Regions from separate parts of the Mus musculus genome. Here all the other regions are linked to region 3. The links are chromatin contacts, called in public Hi-C maps. All regions are on one chromosome and are shown on one strand. Each heading gives the region's core, a stretch centred on a gene start, on an enhancer-like site or on the middle of the called end of the contact. The rest is flanking DNA. Distances are from core to core; before and after follow the strand shown.

Evidence for each region. Hi-C and Micro-C count contacts between places; a contact is called where the count stands out from the background.
Region 1: a Hi-C map of cortical neurons shows a contact between it and region 3, with 2.4 times the contacts expected there. The contact joins two enhancer-like sites. A contact is called at or near these places in 13 of 484 Hi-C or Micro-C datasets (the N1E-115 cell line, cerebral cortex, cortical neurons and 4 more) and 1 of 115 datasets of contacts at active chromatin or transcription factors (fibro-adipogenic progenitors).
Region 2: a contact with region 3 is called in a Hi-C map of uterus, with 5 times the contacts expected there. The contact joins two enhancer-like sites. A contact is called at or near these places in 6 of 484 Hi-C or Micro-C datasets (the N1E-115 cell line and uterus).

Annotation. Positions count from the first base shown.
Region 1 is chr5:44,874,784-44,878,671 of GRCm38.p6, forward strand. No RefSeq gene overlaps it. Among named protein-coding and RNA genes, the nearest start is that of Gm36076, 49 kb to the right of the region's middle. Within about 2 kb of position 2,373, at least 50 of the 459 cell types and tissues checked have an H3K27ac peak or open chromatin away from gene starts, as enhancers often do. A contact at or near this core is called in cortical neurons and fibro-adipogenic progenitors, where this site is marked.
Region 2 is chr5:44,940,915-44,945,257 of GRCm38.p6, forward strand. No RefSeq gene overlaps it. Among named protein-coding and RNA genes, the nearest start is that of Gm36076, 18 kb to the left of the region's middle. Within about 2 kb of position 2,872, at least 34 of the 459 cell types and tissues checked have an H3K27ac peak or open chromatin away from gene starts, as enhancers often do. A contact at or near this core is called in uterus, where this site is marked.
Region 3 is chr5:45,275,467-45,279,706 of GRCm38.p6, forward strand. The region is part of intron 4 of D5Ertd615e (DNA segment, Chr 5, ERATO Doi 615, expressed); the gene reads right to left. Among named protein-coding and RNA genes, the nearest start is that of Gm46912, 110 kb to the left of the region's middle. Within about 2 kb of position 2,660, at least 68 of the 459 cell types and tissues checked have an H3K27ac peak or open chromatin away from gene starts, as enhancers often do. A contact at or near this core is called in cortical neurons, fibro-adipogenic progenitors and uterus, where this site is marked.

The DNA.
Region 1 (3,888 bases), core at 1,123-3,622, 400 kb before region 3:
CATAGTCTATGAATTCAACATAAAAAATGTAAAAATATCAAGTCGGTGTAGACTTTTCGCTTGACATTTATGTCCTATGTCCTAGACACTACAGTATAACATTTATTTACATAGAATTCCTAGTCTCCTCTATAAGTAATTGGAGAACTGGATATGATAGAAAATGTCACATCAGCATTCACAGGGCAGAGACAGGAGAACCACAAGTTCGAGGTCACCTTGTACTACATAGCAAGATAAATACACAAACATACCAAAGGCCAGGGATATGGCTCAGTGGGAGGGTACCTGTTTAGTGTGCATAAAGCCTTGAGTTCAAACCCCAGCATTGCTACCTAAATAAAATATATAGAATGATGTGGACAGTTTATATGCAAATACCCCTTTACATAAGGGTCTGGAGAACCTATAGATTCAGATGTCCGTGAGAGTTCTGGAATAAATTCTCCCATAGACATCAAAAGATGACTACATATATGTAGCAAACATAGATAAAAGAAATAAACATATATAAAAACGTTTAAATGGTCAAGCCCTCAAAGATCCATTCCTAAGTTACAATCATGTCAGCTGTGGGAGATGGCGCCTACACCCTGCATTGGCAAAATCCACTATGATCCTATTATGGATCTATGTATGTTTTACCAAAGAACATTAGGCAAAACCATAGCTTCCCAGAAGATACTTGCCAATGATAGCTCTTGTCTTGCTTCTCCTCTTGATACTTCTTAACAGCCTACCACCCTTTGCATCTCTCCAATGGAGAAAGAACTATTGGTCCAATTCCCATCCACCTGTAATATTTCTCATTAATTCTCAGTTTTAATATTTAAGATCACACATCATCAACAGAGAAGTCAGATGGAGAGATTGTAGGATGGGTGGAGGAATGGAAGGGTATATGAAAATTGACTCCTCCAGTATTTAGATGGCATGGCTAAAGCTCTACTGATTCTATGCTAGGTGTTCCTCCACAACTTTCCCTGTGTGATCTCAGGAAGCTTCAAAATGCTATCAAATATCTCTTAATTCTGCCTGTGAGTGCACCACAGTAACAGCAAAATAAATATCATACTCAACACCCACCGTGGTATATCTGTTTAACTCTACATCCTTCACAATAATGACCCTGGCTCTGTCCCTGCACATGTCTAATAAAGACACGTTTCTTTCTAAGAAAGATGCTTCCAACCAAAAGTGCCTCTTGGTGGAAGTTTTGGGTTCCATAGTATCATAGTTTTAGGTTCCATAATAATCAGGGTGGTTTATTTACATCAAAGATCTCCAAAGCGAATCACAAGTATAGAGTGGAATATTCTGGGAAGTAGTCATGATTGTGTATGTCCTTGACTTATGTCTTCAGATCCAAAGCCCTGGATTTGAATATACTCTTCCTCAGAAAGCATCAGCTACATAAATTACCTAAGAATTAAATGATTTTTATAACAACTGGCCTTGCTACTGGAACTAACAACAAGAGACCTTGAAGCCTAGTTCTGGTCCAGATTTTAACAACAGGAGCAAGAACCAACAGGCAACTTGTACAGTTTTGTTTGTAGAAATCATGTACAACAATGTCAGATTGTTTACTAAATGTCCTTCTGAATCTAGTAGATCTTTGGACAATGCTTTCTGAGAGGAGAATCTATTTGCTAAGCTCTTGAGAAGGTAGAAGTTGTTAGGCTGTAAAACCACATTCTCATACAATGCAATTTAGTATTGGATTGTTCTTCAGAACCTATTCTTATCACTGGTGGTGTGATCTTGTGAAAAGTGCTGTCAACATCCACACAATAAGAAGAAAAGTCATCCTTCTCTATATTACGGTGATGTGACAGTCTCCTAGACACCAAAACCTCACACAGGGCTCAGCACATCCTTCCCTAGAATGGGTGCCACTATTAATTGTGAAAATTGTACTTCATTGCACCTGCCAACTTCTTACTGGTTCAATTTCCTCTTCTCCATTTAGCACCTCCCTAATTTTCTTTCCAGTATGAATGGACAACAATTTCACTCTTCCATTTCTCTCTACTTATTCACAACCTTGGGGCTTTCCTCCATGTTGCTAACTGAAGGAATTTCTTAACGAATTAAAGACAGCCCTCCCCATCCCCCACCCCCGATGAATTCTGGTGCCAGTTAATACTACTTTTTTTTCCCCACCCGGACAGATGACCTTCTCTAACAGCTATTATTTTTGTATACTCAGATCTGTTTTCTTACATAAGATCTGGCTTCAGTCCTACTTCTCTGAAGAAAGATGAAACCTCTTGGGGAATCTGCTGTGAATCACCATCTCTATTTCTGCAGAGCGCCTGGCTCTTGCTGAATCTAGAAGCCAGGCCAGCTTCTAGGAGAAGCCAAATCACCGCCTACTATGGGAAGAAACCTGGGAGAGGATGGGCAGAGCTCTTAGCAACAGCAATACCCAGTGCAGGGAAGCAGCAAAAGCTTCCCTGGGCTTGAAAAAAATCTCAAAGAGTACTTCTATTCTTTAAGGGAGATTTTGCTTCCAGGAACTGACTGACATGTGAGTCTAAAGAGACATCTGTAGGAGAGATTTTTAGGGAAAAGACCCTTGGACTCAGCTCAGTTTCTTTACAGGAGGCTCAGTCAAGATAGGAGAAAATGGAAATTCCTTAACAAATTAGAAATAGCCTGCTGCTAACACCACAGACTAGGAACTGCTCTTGGTCTGAATTTTTGGTAAATCTGTAATTATACAATGACAAATACATGTTTTTGCTCCACAGTTGGAATGGATCTTACTTATATAAACGAATTGTGACATTTGGAAGAAGGAAGTAAATAACAGAGAGGTCATGTGACTTACTCAGTGCTGCATAGCCAGGAACCTGTGAGAGCCATAGATCCCTCAGGGGTTGGGAACCTCAGGACCCAGCTTCCTGGATATAGATAAATCTGCTCTCTGGAGTCATAGAAGATCTATCAACTGACAGGGTTCTGTTTCCTTTGATGTTCACACAAGCTCTCACCCCAGTAGGGAGCTGGGCCAGGAAGAGTTGAAAGCACCTGCCCCCAGGTCTACAGAAGGACGCATGAAAGATCCAGACTCAAATGCAGACAATCTCACTCCCAACCACAGACTGTAACTGCATGAGCTGAAGGCTGAGCTATCTGCATTCCCAGTGTTGTCCCCTTCCTATGCTGCTCCTAGATCTGATTCTTTTGAGCATTCTTCAGGCTTGTTAGGTCTCTCATTTGTCCCAGTCTGGTAGTGGTACCTCCCCTAATTTTGCTCACTAGGCTTCTTCTCGTGCTTCTACTGTTTTGGATGTGTGGTCAAGTCTTCTAGCCTCTACAGGTCAAACTGAAGTCTTTCCAGAATTTTAGTTGTGCTTTCTACTACAGCTCAAGGCTCATCATTTCTTCCCTTTTCTTTGGGATAGAGCCAGCATTCTTACCTTTAGAGTCTGGGGGACTACAGGATCCAGAGTAAAGATCTCAAGCTACAAGACCTGCTGGACTCAGCTTGTGGTGGGTTTGTTCCACCCTTCATGCCCCAGCAAGCTAATCAAAAGTGCATACACATATCTACTTTCCGCCCAAAAGAGGAGTCACTCTGTATGTCTCAGTCTTACCCACCAACAAAAGTAGCTAACAGCACACAACACATCAGGCTGGGGAATGTTGTTGTTTGTTTGGTAACTGCTGATGGCTAAGTCATCCAGAGCTGAGAGATAACTCTCTTAGAATAAATGGAAGCTTGCTAACACTTCATAGTCTACACGCCTCCTTTCATTCAGTCATTTGAGCACCTTGTTAGGCTGTGCCAGAGGTCTTTGAATTTGTTACTCGTTACAGCATTACCTTAACCCCATTATCTTTCCTGGATCATGACTCTCCTTTTTGAAAATTACCCAA
Region 2 (4,343 bases), core at 1,622-4,121, 330 kb before region 3:
AATAACGCCAGCACCAGAGAATTCGCAGTAGCCATGCCCTGAGAAATTCCTTCTGAAATATACCCTGATTTCTCTTTTCATGACCCCCAGGGAGCCAACCAACTCCCTGTATAACTTCCAGGATCTCCTTTCCACCAGGCTTTGTTAATTTCCAAACACCAATGATCGAAGATAATTTATGCCCTCTTCTCTATACAAAGCACGGCACACTCAGCACTTGAAAATCTTGAGTTGGGAGGAATATGGTGAAGCATGGAGTTGTTTGACAGAGCGGAGAGCTAGGAATTAGAAGCTTCCAGTCACACCTCTGGTCTTGCTTTACTGTGACACTATAGTGATGACAGCACCTTTCCAGCATGCCTTCATGTGCATGATGTCATTCACTCTTATTCTTCAAGTAGGTAAATAGAAATGTCCACAGCTAAGATCTGCATCTGAGCCTTATTTTTCCCTGCCAACTTGTTCACATGAATACACAGCCTGGTGTCTTTAAATTGAATTTAAAAGATAAGAGTTCACAGGCTACTGAAGACTCTAAAATGCATGCAAAAAAAAGTGTAAGACAATGTTTTCTCTAGATCTCTTCTCTTCATCAAGACACTTGTCAACAGTGACAACTTTCTTTTTGGGGTCCTACTATGTGTGACTTTACTTCCCAATGGGAACCTTAGAATGGTGCCAACTAATCTTACTGATGTCTGTGGTCTCTCAATCTCATAGAGTGAATGAATGAAAATATAAATAAACTTTTAGCAGACACAGTCAATTTGATTTTGTTTTATACCACTATATTTGGTGAAAACTCAAAACATGCATTGGGGTTTCCTTCTCTAATTGTATTCTGAAATGCTGATCAAAATATAAAAGTGTGCTTAATGTAAGGAAATTTATTAACATTCTACCTGTGTACTTAGACTTTTCACCCTGAAACCCAACTATAAATCTCTCTCACTATATATTTTGTGTGTGTACCTTTCTGTCTGTCTCTCTCTCCATCCCCTTTCTCCCCTCCCCCTCTTCTCTCTCCATGTCTTCCTTCCTCCTCCTCCTCCTCCTCTTGCTCCTCCTTCTTCTTCTTCTCTCTCTCTCTGTCCCTCCTTGCATTCTTCCCTCTGTCTCCCTCAATTTCTGTCTCTGTCTCCATCTCTTCCTGCTTCCTTCTCCTTCTCTCTCTTTGTGTGTGCCTTTCTCTCTCCCCTCCCCCATTCTTCTCTCTCCAACCCTCCTTTTCTTGTCTCCATTTCTCTGTCTCTCCTACCATTCTTCTCTCTGCCTTTTTGTTTCCCTATCCCTCCATCCCTCCCGCCCTTCCCTTCTTCTCTTCCATTCTCTCTCTCTCTCTCTCTCTCTCTCTCTCTCTCTCTCTCTCTCATGTGTGTGTGTGTGTGTGTGTGTGTGTGTGTGTACATGTCTCAGTAACTAAAGGGAATGTGTGAAGTAGAAGGTTTTTGGTTTACATGTCCTGATCACAGTCTATCACTGAGGGAAGCCAAGGCAGGAACTTGGAGATAGGAGCAGAAGCTGAGACCATGAGAGAAATTGCTTACATGCTGGGTTGATCCCTTTAATTTACTCAGCTTGCCTTTCCTCTGCAACTGAGGAACACCTGTCCAAGGGTGACACTGCCCACAACAGGCTCCGTCCTCCCATATCAATCACCAATCAAGAAAGTGTCCAAAAGACTTGTCAGCAGGGCATTCTAAGGGAAGCAATCTTCTCAACATTCTCTCTTCCCAGATGACTCCAGCTTTTGTTGACAAACAACTTCAGAGCACAGCGTGCATAAAGATGGAATAATTATCCTGAGGAAAGCCAAGGGCATGGCTCTGAATCTGACTATGAAGCAATGAGTCCTTGTTGTTGCAGAGAGCTGGTAACTACTCAGTTTGCCAAGCTCTTTGTTGCTGAAATTGACCTGCAAGTGCTCTGTAGTTATAATCCACACTTGAGGAGGTGAAGTGTGAACGTTTGCTTTATGTTAGGGATTGTTGCTCTTCCCTCCTTCCAAGAAGGTGCCTCAATTCATGCACAGGCCAACTCCTCTCACACATTTTGATTTAGAAGGTGAGGTCTGCCTCCATCCCATTAAAACAACCTGTCACTGTGGAATAACTCACCCACAGATGGGGAATGGGGAGAAAGCAACTGAAGAAGCAGCCAGATGAGTAAGACCATGGTTTGCAGAGTCTACTGCACAATCTGTTCATGCATGGTGCATGCACACTGGCTGGAAATTGGGACTCAGGGATGAACAATGTTTCTCAGCTACTTTGGACTCTGCATATTGAAGAGCTTCACTGGCAGCTACTCACGCCCCTTGCCTGTTGACCTTTTATGGGCCGAGCCCGCATGCCTGACTAACTGATTTGTTCCAGCTGCAGCTATATTTTCTACCTTCCTTGTTACTTAATTGATCCTGGCTGTGCCTGGTCCTGCAAGGAGCCCTCCCAGACCTTGCAACATGTGCTATATATCCTGTGTGTAGTCCTGTGTCCTGACAAGGAACATAAAAAATCAGAGATGGCAGGAGACAAGGGGAGGGGAAAGTCATACATAACACTCTGAATGCAAATAACTTGGCTCTCTGTGGATTCCCTCAACTGCTGTCCACTGTGTCTGGGATCAACTGACTTTCTTCCCACCGGCAGCTCATCTCTCGAGACTTGGATTTTCCCTTTAAACTTTAAAAGCTGTAATCAGCAGCAGAGATTTAAAGACAACAGAAAAAAATTCAGAACAACAAATGTTTCCTTTACTCGTTCTTTGTTCTTGTTGGCCACATGTATTAAAATCTTTCTAAATCCTTGGCACAGTCCCGGCCTCCAGGGAAGCAGGTGAACTCAGAGACCCTGGCTCTGATGCAGCTCTCAGTCTTAGAGAAAAAGCACAGAAACAAAAACAAATAGCAGAAGTATTGTAGTGCTTGCAACAGCCTAGCATAGAAGTTCTTGATGTAGGGATAGGGGACCTCAGATATTTTCAAGATCCCCTGAGAGGATCTGTGAGGTCCAGATTTACAGTAAAACAAGCAGGTCATCTGCCTCTCTGCCTTCATCCTCCCACATGTGTAAAGGGAAGTCTGCAGATGGCATGCCCTGCAGAATCACCACTGTTAGAATTAGAATATTAGAATATAGAACCAGAGGGAAAAACACGGCTGTCCTCTACAAAGCCCAAATCAGTCTTTACTCTCTATACCTTTGCCTTAGAAAATACTTATTCCTCACAGAATGGGTTGTTATTGTTTTTATCATTGATAGTCTTGCTGTATTTAGATGAGTAAACAAATATGTAATGAATTCTCAGAACTAACTTCTAATACAGTGAATACTGACAGATATAGCACGCATCAGCAAAGAGAGCATGCACACAAACATCTGCGGGGAATCTCAATAACTCTGTCAAGAGGCAACCAAAATAAACAAATAAATAAAGGAGTACAGAGTGAACCTCTGTATTTTTTGCCAGCCCATCATAATAGTCCATTGTCATAGCTTGCAGTTTGACATCAGTTCATTACTATTAGCTATATATCCTATTTGCCTGGGTTTATTATATATATAATATATATATAAGTTTACACACACACACGCACACACACACACACACACACACACACACACTCATATATATATCGCCACTGAATGGGCATATCAATTTGTTTGCTCATCACCAATCAACAGACATTTAAATGGCTTTTGGTGTTTGATTGCTAGAAGTAACCTATTCTGAATATTTATTTATAGGTTCTCATATTTTTTTTCCTAGACTAAATGCCCAGAACATGTATTCAGTGGCTCATGTGGAAGAATGACTGATGTTTTCAGCATGGTTTTATTGTTTCTTTCCCCACTATGCTGTGTAAAGGACCCATTGGCTCCACATTCTCTTCAATGCCTTTTTATTGCCAGTGTGTTTTAATTTGGCTATTCTAGTGAGGATGTGATGATATCTCACTGAAACTGTGCCCTGGATAGCTAAGAGCTAATCATACTGGATTTCTTTTCATATGTTTATGCATATCTACCTTTGAACAAGTGTTGGTACAAGGCCTTTGTCCACATTTTATCAAATTGTTTATTAACTTACTGCTTCGTTCAAAGAGTTCTTTTATATTGGGATACAAGCATTTTAAAAGACTTCATTTGCAACTATTTTCATCCAGTCATTGGATTGTTTTTAGAAATTCAGTTTTTTGCTTTTTTTGGGAGGGGGGGGTAGAATGCCTTTGTCATCAAGCCAAAGAATTCTCTGCCTAGCCCTAGGTTGTGATGCTTTTCTTTTAAATATTTATTAAAGCATGTGAAATATCTTTTTAAAGAGTGGTCCAAAAGCTACAAGCC
Region 3 (4,240 bases), core at 1,410-3,909:
TTGATTCCATGTGTCATTTCTTTGTAGTATTTTCTGTATTATTAGTGTCCCATACAGAAAGCCCTTTCGGGTACCTCTGTCGCGTTTCCCCTATGGTTTCTGCTAGCAGTTTCAAAGTTCTTTTACTTGTAAAAATCCAGTTTTCCTGGCACTGTGTTAAGAGATTGCCAGTTTGCCTATGTCAAAGAGGGGTTGCAGGAACCTGTAGTCTATTCTCCTCGTCTCTGTTTTTGTGCTGTGTACTCTTTTGTCCTCATGGGTCTGTAACACAATTTAAGGTATGTACCTCCGAGTAGTGCTTTCCAGTAAGGATTGGTTTATCAATTTACAGTCTTCTGTGTCTCCCTATAAGCTTTAGGATTGCTTTAGGAATTTTCTAGTTCTGTGGAGAACGCCATTACAGTTTTGATGGCCATCCCACTTAACCTCTATTTTAATATAACAATTTCTTTCAGTAACAGGGCCATTTTCACAATATTCATTTTGCCAATCCATGACTATGAGTGGTCTCTCTACTGTCTCATATCTTCTACACTTTGTTCTTCAGTGTCTTCGTGTCTTCACTGCAGAGGTCTTTCACCTCCTTGGCTAGGCTTATTTCCAGATTTCTGTTGCTTTATTTTCTGAAGCTATTGTGGATGAGGGTTTTTTCCCCCCTAATCAAGTTAATTCTGATGTATAGAAAAGCCAGGGGTGTTCATATGTTGATTTTGTATAATGCTACTTTGCTGAACATATCTATCATGTCTACCAGTTTTCTGGTGGAATATTTGGACTCTTCTCAGTATGGAACCATGTGGTTCACAAATAGGAATTATTTGGGTTCTTCCTTTTTTTAATTTGCATCTTTTTTTCTCTCTTGTCTTACTGCTGTAGCTTAGACCTCAAGTAGTGACAAGAGTGGAAAGCGAAGGCATCCTCATCCTAGTCCAGATTCTAGAAGAAATGCTTTCAGGTTTTCCCTACTTAGTACAATACTGGCTGTGTGTCTTTCATATGTAGCCTGTTTATATCGAGGTAGGTTCTATCCCCAGCTTCTTCACAGCTTTTATCATGGAAAGATGTTGAACTTTCTTGAATGCCTTTACCCTATGGATTGAGATTGTCATGTGGCTGCTATCCTTTTGTACTTACGGGTTGGATTGCAGTTATCAATTTGTATATGTTCAACCAACCTTGGACTGAAACCAACTTGGTCACAGTGTAGGATGTTCTTAATGTGTTCTTGAATTCAATTTGCAAGTATTTTATTGAGATTTTAAAAATATTTACCAGGGAAAATAATCTACAGTTTTCATTTTTTCTCTCTCTCTCTCTCTCTCTCTCTCTCTTTCTTTCTTCCTTTCTTTCTTTCTTTCTTTCTTTCTTTCTTTCTTTCTTTCTTTCTTTTTCTTTCCTCTTTCTTTCTTTCTTGTTTTGTTACCAAGTAATGTTGGCTCTGCAAAATGAGCTTGGTAGTGTTGAATGGTAGTATTTTAGTAGACAGATGAGTCCTAGAGGGACTAGGGTAGCAAAATCAAGCAGAAATAAAGTGTGAGATACAAATATAAGCCATTTGTAAAAAAAAATATTCTATCATGATTATTTGTATAATAATTGCCTAGTAGCCATATTTTCAAAAAGTAGCATAAGATTAACTTTTAAAAGGCACTTTATTCAAGCACATATTTGCAACCAATTACAACATAAACTTAGGATCTGTGTAAAAATTGCTGGAGATGTCCCATAGTGTTTTCGGGGCAGTCTGTTCTCAGTGCACCAGTAGCTATATTTTGAATGTTCTGTCGTTATACATGCTACCATCATGGACTGCAAAGTTCAAGGAATAGTACCTATCATAGTGTCACTAAGTCTGGATCACCTTACACTTCAACATTGCTACAACCTACCCATCACACCCTTAGGGAAATACCAGCATTATTCCATTTCACAGAAGATAGCAATATAAAAAAAGAGGTTAACCCCTTGAAAGTCCTGAGTGCACCCAGACGTAGTACGTTTCTGTAACTGTGCTGGACACATACCAGAGGGGATCGTGCACATAAACAGTATGGGTGTGAATGTACAGTTTAGGAAGAAACTGAAAAGACGCTGAAGTCTCCAGAGTCCCCAACAGTTTACCAGGGACTGGACTTGGAGGTTTGGAGGGGGCAAACAAGGAAAGCCCCCAAACAATGGCACAAACACTTTCCTTTTCTGTAAGCTGCTCCCCAACAGCAAACTGCAAAGGGGTACTGCAGATGACCCCTGAAGGGCACCTGGGGCATAGATATTTCACTTCTGTTGCAGAAGACCTCCATCTGAAGCAGCCCCTAGATAGGGTCTCTTTGACCAGCCTGGCAAAGTGGATTTCCCTCGTTTTGCAGACTCTTTATTGTCATTCTCTAAAAGTATTAGGAGAAGAGAGATGGGTGTAACAAAATTAACAGTAATTCAAGACCTGAAAGGGGACAGTGGGAGTTCCAAATCTGTCTCTATTAAGATCCTTCTGACGATGACTCCTCCTCCTTTTCCTCCTCCTCCTCCTCCTCCACTTAAGCTTCTCCCAGTTTAGCAGCCAGGAAGGCTAGTGAAAAAGACTGTTTACACAGCACTGCAGAAAGCTATTCTCATGCTCTGAGCAGGGTACTGCTCTTCTGGACAGGGTTACATTATGCGGAGCTTGTCAGCTCCAAGTGCAAAGACGCTTGGCCCTCTTTTGTTTATTTCTTGCTAGGTGATCCCTCACTGGATTCCACTGGGACTTTTGCGTCTTTCTCCGCTACATTTTCCTCATCAGCAGAGCTCATCAGGAAAACCCCCTACTCAGCGGGCTTCCGTGGGAATTCAATGCTCTCTGCCTTTGATGATTCCGAATTCTATGGGACAAACTACACTACCTCGGAGTCAGGTTTTATGCCACCCAGTTTAACCTTGCAGAACCGGTTTTTCAAGTCAAGGCACACCGAGTAATCAAAAGGCAGGACCAGCTGCATCTCCGATATTTGTCTAATTCTTTTCTGTTTTTCCTTTCCTTTCCTTTCCTTTCCTTTCCTTTCCTTTCCTTTCCTTTCCTTTCCTTTCCTTTCCTTTCCTTTTATTTTCTTTCTGTTCCCTTCTCTTCTCTTCTCTTCTCTTCTCTTCTCTTCTCTTCTCTTCTCTTCTCTTCTCTTTGGGGATGGGCATGGCTACCTTGCCACAGCCTAGGCTCTATACAGTCCTCTGCCACGTGCTTAAGAGCTGTTCAACACTAATGATGCGATCAAGTTTTCTGCCAAATTCTAGAACCAAAGGGAGAGACAAGAAAGAAAATTTCATCAACCGCCCCCAGAATCCATTCCCTGAGGCATTCTGCTGTCCTTATCAGCCAGTCTCGAGTCGCTAGCGACCCCAAGTGGCCAATTTAAAATAACAGTCCCATCATCGACCTCTTCGTTGCTACCACACACCCCTTCATTTTACAGAAAAGAAACACACTTCGAGGTTTTTATACTCCCAAATCTGGATAGAATTTTAAAACTGCAAAGATTGAAGAGTCGCTAATGCCACCTGGACTAGCCACCTCATTTTACCTTATTTTATTTTTGTAATTTGATCAAATTCAAGACTAAGACCTCACACCAGGTAGGTAAAGCTCACACCAGGAAGTTAAACACTAAGCAATGTCCCCAGACCTATCTTATGTCATAGGAAGCAGAGATTCAGACAGGTAAAAGTGTGTTCCATAGGTCACAGAGCACATTAGAGTCAATTTTAGGAATAGAAGAAATGGCTCCCAGAGACTTCATGCTTCTAGATCTTGGTTTCCTAACCAAGAGAAGAAGTCTTTTGTTTCTCCAAACCCCAAAAGAAGAGCTGTTAGGAGACAGCATGCTTTAACAGAGTCAAATTTCAGCCACATACACTCCTAATACACGCACATCCTCTCTTTTCCCTTCTACACTCACAACTGACCAGGAAACATGAAATTGAGTCCTGGCCAAAGAGTCAGGAGGACACTATATTTGGTAAACACAGACAAGAGTCTTATTCTTAGGGGCTGGCCTTTGAGTTAAGGGACAATTTAGATTAGATTTCTACCCTCATAACAGCACAGAGCAGACATTATTGTTCCTATTTTGCAAATAGGAAAACTAGAGCTCATGGGCATGAAGTTGCTTGTCTATAGTCAGGCAATGACTAAATTGTAAAACTTATTTGCATAGTTTTATTTATTAATGTCTCAATTTACCAGCCATCAAATGGCATAATAAAGTCAGTA